Regions from separate parts of the Hordeum vulgare genome. Here region 1 is linked to region 2. A link is a contact called in public Hi-C data. All regions are on one chromosome and are shown on one strand. Each heading gives the region's core, a stretch centred on a gene start, on an enhancer-like site or on the middle of the called end of the contact. The rest is flanking DNA. Distances are from core to core; before and after follow the strand shown. Region 1 holds the start of LOC123402830 (mechanosensitive ion channel protein 6-like). Region 2 holds the start of LOC123403486 (protein RMD5 homolog).

Evidence for each region. Hi-C and Micro-C count contacts between places; a contact is called where the count stands out from the background.
Region 1: a Hi-C map of seedling shows a contact between it and region 2, with 6 times the contacts expected there. The contact joins the promoter of LOC123402830 here to the promoter of LOC123403486 in region 2. A contact is called at or near these places in 4 of 6 Hi-C or Micro-C datasets (leaf and seedling) and 1 of 1 datasets of contacts at active chromatin or transcription factors (embryo).

Annotation. Positions count from the first base shown.
Region 1 is chr6H:425,922,817-425,926,054 of MorexV3_pseudomolecules_assembly, forward strand. LOC123402830 (mechanosensitive ion channel protein 6-like) reads left to right here and starts at 1,658. Exons shown (of 5, transcript XM_045096788.1): 1 at 1,658-3,238. The coding sequence starts at 1,928.
Region 2 is chr6H:425,685,814-425,689,405 of MorexV3_pseudomolecules_assembly, forward strand. It overlaps LOC123403486 (protein RMD5 homolog), which reads left to right and starts at 1,318. Exons shown (of 2, transcript XM_045097420.1): 1 at 1,318-1,466; 2 at 2,466-3,592. The coding sequence starts at 2,499.

The DNA.
Region 1 (3,238 bases), core at 408-2,907, 240 kb after region 2:
TGTGGTACTTCCTCTAGCCTGGCTCAGATGCTACCTAGCTAATGAATCACCGTACCCCTGATTTTCTCCGACTTCCGTTTTTTGTTCCTTCCCTGCCGGATAAAACAAAGTTTGGCTGTACATTACTAGTAGTACTGTTGCCCATCAACCACGCGTTTAATGATTGGCATCTACAGTAATTGATAGATTTCGTGCCGTGTAAAGACTATAAGCGGTTCCTCCAAGTAGGCTAAGTGATGAAGGAAACAGTGCATGGCCAAATATGCAGTGACAATCAATGAAATTCTACAAATAATGCTCCTCCATACAGTATTACAGTATACGAACTTGGTAGGCCATCGGACTGGTATGTAGGGCCATCACCTAGTCTCCTCGTGACGCCGGCTTAGATCATTGCCCTCCGACTCTCCTTTTCTTGAGGAGGGGAATGCCCTCCGGCCTTACATGTGGGCCCACCACCCTGTCAGATGAGCCCTATCTATCCGTCGGCCTTCCAAATCTAGCTTATCCACACCCACCGGGACCGCCATTACTTCGAGCTCCTCCCATGGTTCTGCAAAGCAAAGCTCGTCGCTGGCCATAAATCTCGGGCGTGCGTTAGAAACAGTAATCTCGGGCGTTCTACGAACAGCAAAACAATTTTCTCTTTCTTTCGAAAACAGCCTGAACGCTTGCACATTATACACGTTCTCTCTCCATCCCCCAAACTTTTTGCCTAATACTCTTGAGTACGTATAAGTTTTCTTTGAGGGGTGCCTAATATAAGTGGGGGCGCTTCCGATTATTGGAGGGTCATAATTGGTAGTACTGCACGGGCCATGGCCTCTTGGAGCCCAGCCGCTAATGGCCAAACCATGGCGTCAAGATCTCGTTATGCTGCAGCCAACGGCACCCATGTGAAGAATTTACGTTTTGGTTCCGCTGCGCTCTCCAAGCCTCCTCTGACCAGAGAAGTTAGCCGGCTGGCTGGGTCCGCCGAGGCCGACGGACGCCAAGCCGACCTGCTGCTCCCATTGTGCCTTATTCCATCTCCATGATCGTCATCCATCCAAATCACGAGATTAGGACGGTAACCGAGAAACGGACGTGGTGGATTACCGGTGGCGTGCCGCGGTTGGGAGATACGACCGGTGACGGGGCCGAAAGCAGAGGTCACATGCTAAGCATGCACGTACAAATGCTTTGTATCGATGGTGCCAATCTTTTTCCACGGGATCGATCCTTTAAACATGGCCGGCATGACCCGAGATTAGCACGAGTGAGACCGATCGCAGCGACGGCAACACCCTCTCCGGTTCACATTAGTCGTGTATATGTACGGCGTACCGTACAGGTACCGTGTCGCGTCACGCAATACTTACATACACACCTAGACCAAAGTACTCTACTACCACCGTAGTGTGGCACTGTGTACAGTATTCGATCTTGTCTCTTTCACCTTGGTCGACGCTCGACAGGTTAATTCACTACCAAAAAAATGGTGACGCGCTCCCACTTCCGCGCCGCAAATCCCGGATGTGATAGTCGAGGCCCTGCGCACCCAAATCTCTGATTAGCGGCAGCAAATCCGTTTGTTTAGTCAGTTCCCATCCCGCAGCGCGCCACGTACGTGGATCCCGGCGTGCGCTGGCGCCGCTGCCTACAAGTATCGCGGACCGGCGCGAGGCCCAACAACGCAGAGGGAGGGAAGGGAGCGGCGAAAAGGTTCGCCAAGTGTTGTCAGCTTTGTGCCGCTCCACGTTGTTCCCGAACCCTCTCCGTCGCCCTCCCTCGTGAATACCACCACCATCCCGGGGCCCTAGTTTTGCAACGCTCGAGCGGTTGATTTTCGCCGAGTTATCGCGGAAGCGGTGAAAGGGAGGAAGGAGCGAGCGTCTCGTGTGCGTGTGCGTGTGCGTGTGTCTGTGGTGCGTGTTGGTCGGCGGCGATGGACCAGGTGCAGCGGAAGAGCAGCCTGAGGTCGCTGTCCATGTCGGACGAGCAGGCCATGGCGCCCGGCCTCGGCGAGCGGCGGGAGGTGGTGCTCAAGATCGACGGCAACGGCAACGGCAACGGCCCCGCGCCCTTCTCCGTCCCCGGCGCCGACGTCGGCGGGGCGGCTGGGAATGCCGGCGCCAAGCCGACGGCGGGCAGGACGCTGTCGACCGCCGCCAGCTCGCCGACCAAGGGGTGGGACGACGGGAGCTACGACTTCTGGAAGAACGAGGGCGGCGGGAAAGGGGGAGCCCCCGCGCCCCGCGTCGAGGACTTCAGCTTCAAGAACCGGCCGGCGCAGCCGCCGCCGTCGTCGCAGGCGTCGTCCCCTTCGCTCTCGCCGAAGCAGCCGGTGGTGGACGCCGCCGCCGAGGACCCGCCCACGCGCCTCATCGGGAACTTCCTCCGGAAGCAGAAGGCGGCCGGGGCCGAGCTGTCGCTCGACCTCGACCTGGAGATGGACGACATCGGGAGGTCGTCACATCCGTCCTTATCCAACTCCAGAGAACGGGAGACGCCGCGTGTCTCCTTCAAGGACCGCCAGTCGTCCTCCTCGTCTTCATCCGACTCCGATACCGCCGGCGGCCGTAGGCGCGCCGGCGATGACGGAACACGCAACACCTCCACTTCCACTCCAGCGGGGAAGGGCCCATTACTGCGAGCCAAGACGCGCTCCCGGCTCATGGACCCGCCGCCGCAGTCACCGATGGCGCCCCCTGCCGTCGACGAGGAGCGCAAGTCTTCTGCCCGGCCTCCCAAGTCCGGCCAGTTTCCTTCAGGGCGTATGACCGGCAAATCCGGCCAGTCTCCCTCAGGGCGCAAGTCGGGGGTCATCGGCAAGTCGGGCCCCATGGAGGAAGAGGAGGACGATCCCTTCATAGACGACGACATCCCTGACGACTTCAAGCGTGGGAAGCTGGACGCTCTCACCATACTGCAGTGGGTCGGCCTGGTGCTCATCATCGGGGCATTGGTGTGCAGCCTCACGATAAAGCCCTTGTCCCGGAAGAAGGTCTGGGAGCTGCACCTCTGGAAGTGGGAGCTCCTCGTGTTCGTGCTCATCTGCGGCCGTCTCGTCTCCGGCTGGGTCATCCGGATCGTGGTGTTCTGCGTCGAGCGCAACTTCGTGCTGCGGAAGCGCGTGCTCTACTTCGTGTACGGCGTGCGCGGCGCCGTGCAGAACGCGCTCTGGCTCGGCCTGGTTCTGGCCTCTTGGCACTTCTTGTTTGACGAGAACGTCCAACGGGAGACCAACACGGCGGTG
Region 2 (3,592 bases), core at 68-2,567:
GACGCCACATTAACCATGTAAATATTAACTGGACTATGACATAATCCCATATAACAACTAGTGGCTGGTGGGGGGAAGTCCCACAATGCCCAGCAATGTGTCCATTTACATTCTGATATAGGAGCTCCCCTATAGCGAGGGGTTTCGAGTTCGATCGCTTATTCTGCACGTTTTTTTACACCGCTCACTACAGTACCACCAAAATGGCTGGCCCATATGTGCTGCCCGGACGTGCGAACCTCCGTTAACCTGCCTCAACGAGCGGCAGATAGGAGGTTCCTTTATCTCGCTCAACGTGAGAAGGAAGCGGCTCTTGCCTCGAGGATATTCTGTGCGCTATAGTAGTAACAGTACTCAGGTAGCCCATATTTGTGTATTCATTTTTTTCGAATTGTTTAAATCACTTATCACATGTATCATGTGGTATATTTGTGCATTCGTTGGTTCGCTGGTTCATTGTTCGCTCATTTTTTTATATTTTGCTATTTTATTTCTTAACATGTTCTCTTCATTTCTTTTTTTCTTTCTTATATTTTATTTTTACTTTTATTGAGTTTTTTTGTTTTTTATTATACTTTGATCTTCTTTCTTTCTTTCTTTGTTTCTTTGGTTTTGTATGATTTTCTTTCTTTATGGCTGAAATACGTTTTCCAGTATACGTTTTCTTATCCACGTTGAACACTTCTTATGGCGGGGACACGTTGAACACTTTTCAAATATGGGATGTAATTTTTTTCTTTTAATACATGTTTGAACACACTTTATATTGCATGGCATTCTTTTTTAATATACATCGAATATTTAGTTGGTAATGAATAAATCATTTAAACTCTGAGGATGTCTTTTTGCATAAACATTTTATTGAAATGCAGGAATATTTATTCAAAATTTTACTTACATTTTTTTAATGGAACAAAACAATTTGTTTACTACCCAAACCATTTTTTCACATTCAATAAACTTTTTTCATAATTTTTCATATATATGTTCGAATGGAGGAACATGTTTCTGTATTCACAATTTTTTTCTAAAGCTATCCACATTATTTTATTGCATTAACATTTTACTATACTGTACTAATATTTTTAAAATTTAAGGTTTTTATTTTTTTTAATAAATTTAATTATTTTTTTGAGGGGGTAATTTTAGGTATACAGTACGTATTTAAATAATTATAAATAAAAACAAAGAACATTAGTGCAATGGCTCACGTCCCTATTAGGCCGGCTCCACCGGCTTAAAACAAAAGCTGTATGCCTCGCTATAAGCAGCAAGTCAAGGAGTGGCATTAACAAGTATCGAGCCCATTAAGCTGATCCTCGTCAAGGAGGACTCTTCTTCGCAAAGTCTTACCTAACTGGCCCATTAAAAAGATCCAGCCGCCAAAGTGGTCTAGGGTTCGTCGCTTGCCGGAACAGGACCCCCCCCCCAAAACCGCCACCGGCTTTCTCTGCTCTCCCATTCCGGTAATCGTCCTCTCCGCTCTCCATATTCACTCTCTGTTCGATTTGGATACATCGCCATACAATCGCTTCCTATGCATTCAGATCAAATCCGTCCACCTCATCGCAGGTCCTCTCTATTTCGCCCCATCCTTCTCCTCTGATCCAAAGGCTTATTGCGTTTGCTTGAAGAATAAAGAGAGGTTAGTGTTCTTTTACCAGTTAGGGAAGCTTAAGCCGGCGTTTATGGGTTGGTTCTGCGGCGAGGTTTTCTAGAGAATATATTGTCTCGTAGGACCAAGTGATAGAATTTTGTGTGTCCCTAGTCTGTGATGAGAACTGCCATTCATGAAGCGCGCCTGTGGTGGGCGTTGTTAGCAACCTGGCATCTTTGGGATCTGCGTTGGTATTGTCTAGAGTTGCAATTATTGGGTAGGGATCCAAATCAAATGTAAAGAATTTGTGGGAGTGATACTGCAACCCGTTTTATCTTCTTGCCCAGTGCTCTTAGTATGGTGCTTTCAAGGTTGTATTGCTTAAGTGCTATGTGTACAGCCTGCACATTTGATTTCGGTTTACATCACTTTGTTGGGAATATGTCCAATAGTTTATTTTGTATTTTCGTTTGTACAGAGTTAGATAGATAGTTTGTGTGTGATGCGGTGATGCGATTTATAACCATTCATCTCATTTTCTGTTGAACGCTCCTCTGTTAGTAGAAGAGTCGCATCTGTCGGTTTATTCCTTATTGATGATAATTCTGCAACGCTACCTTTTGAAGAGTGTATGTTCTACGTAATTACTCTATCCCACAGATCTGAATATTGTTGCTTATAATATATGATGTGATAACTTTGGTACTCCCTCCAATCCATATTAATTGTCGTTGATCTAGTACAAAATTGTACTTGATCAGCGAAATTTAATATGATTCGGAGGGAGTACTTGAATCTAAGGTTCATTTCTTTGCACCTACTGTTTTAAATTTTGACTGATCAAATTGTCTTCCATTTTGTATAACAGGTGCTGAAGCTGGGGCATGCTTATTACTCAGAAATGGAAATAGATACACTGAAGGATGAGTTCGGTCGTGTTGTTAAAAAGCAGAAACTTGCATCCTCAAGAACTATAGATTTGGTAAACCAAATCGAGAAAGAAATTGAGCAGGCTATCAGTGCTATCCAAGAAAATGTCACAGCTAGGGATGCTGCATCAAACCTAAACCATGAAATTCTTACTAATCTGAAGAATACGCTGAAAGTGTTGGTTCCAGTGAAGCAACTTGAGAGCTGCCAGAAAGAAATGAACACTGCACTTGGCAAGTGGGTCAAGACCACCGAGAAATTCTTCATCAATGATATTTCAAAAGCTTACAAGAATGCCGACATGGAACCACATGTACTGAATGAGATTATTGCAAACCATCTATACCGTGAGGCATTATTTGACATAGGTGACAACTTTCTTGGAGAGGCCAGTTGTTTAGCACCTATAAAACTGAAACAACTGTTTCAGGAGATGTATGAGATTTGTGGTGCGCTGCGGACTGAGAAATCTGAGCCAGCTCTGAGCTGGGCAATGAAAAATCATGATGCACTACTGCAAAACGATTCCTGTCTCGAGCTTAAGCTTCACCAATTGCGGTTTGTTGAGGTACTCAAGCAAGGTAAAAGAGATGAGGCTCTTCAGTATGCTAGGGCATACCTGGCGCCATTTGCTACCATACACAAGGATGTAACCCAGAGGCTGATAGCCTCCATATTATGGGCCGGGCGCCTTGACCAGTCACCATATACAGAGTTCTTAGTACCAACTAACTGGGAGAAGCTAGCTGAGGAGTTCTCTCAACAGTTCTGCAATCTGAAGGGTCAATCTTCCACAGGTCCTATGGGCATGACAGTTGCAGCTGGTGCTGAAGTGTTGCCAATTCTTCTTAAACTGATGACGGTACTCACTGCAAAAAGGGAGTGGGAGTCTATGAAAGAATTTCCTTTCCCACTGGACCTCCGTAGGGAGTTTCAGTTCCACTCATTGTTCATTTGTCCCGTGCTCCGTGAGCAAGGTAGCGATGAGAATCCTCCAATGCTTCTTCCATGTGGGCATGTCTTGTCGAAGCAGTCGACCGTGAAATTATCAAAGAACAGCTCCCG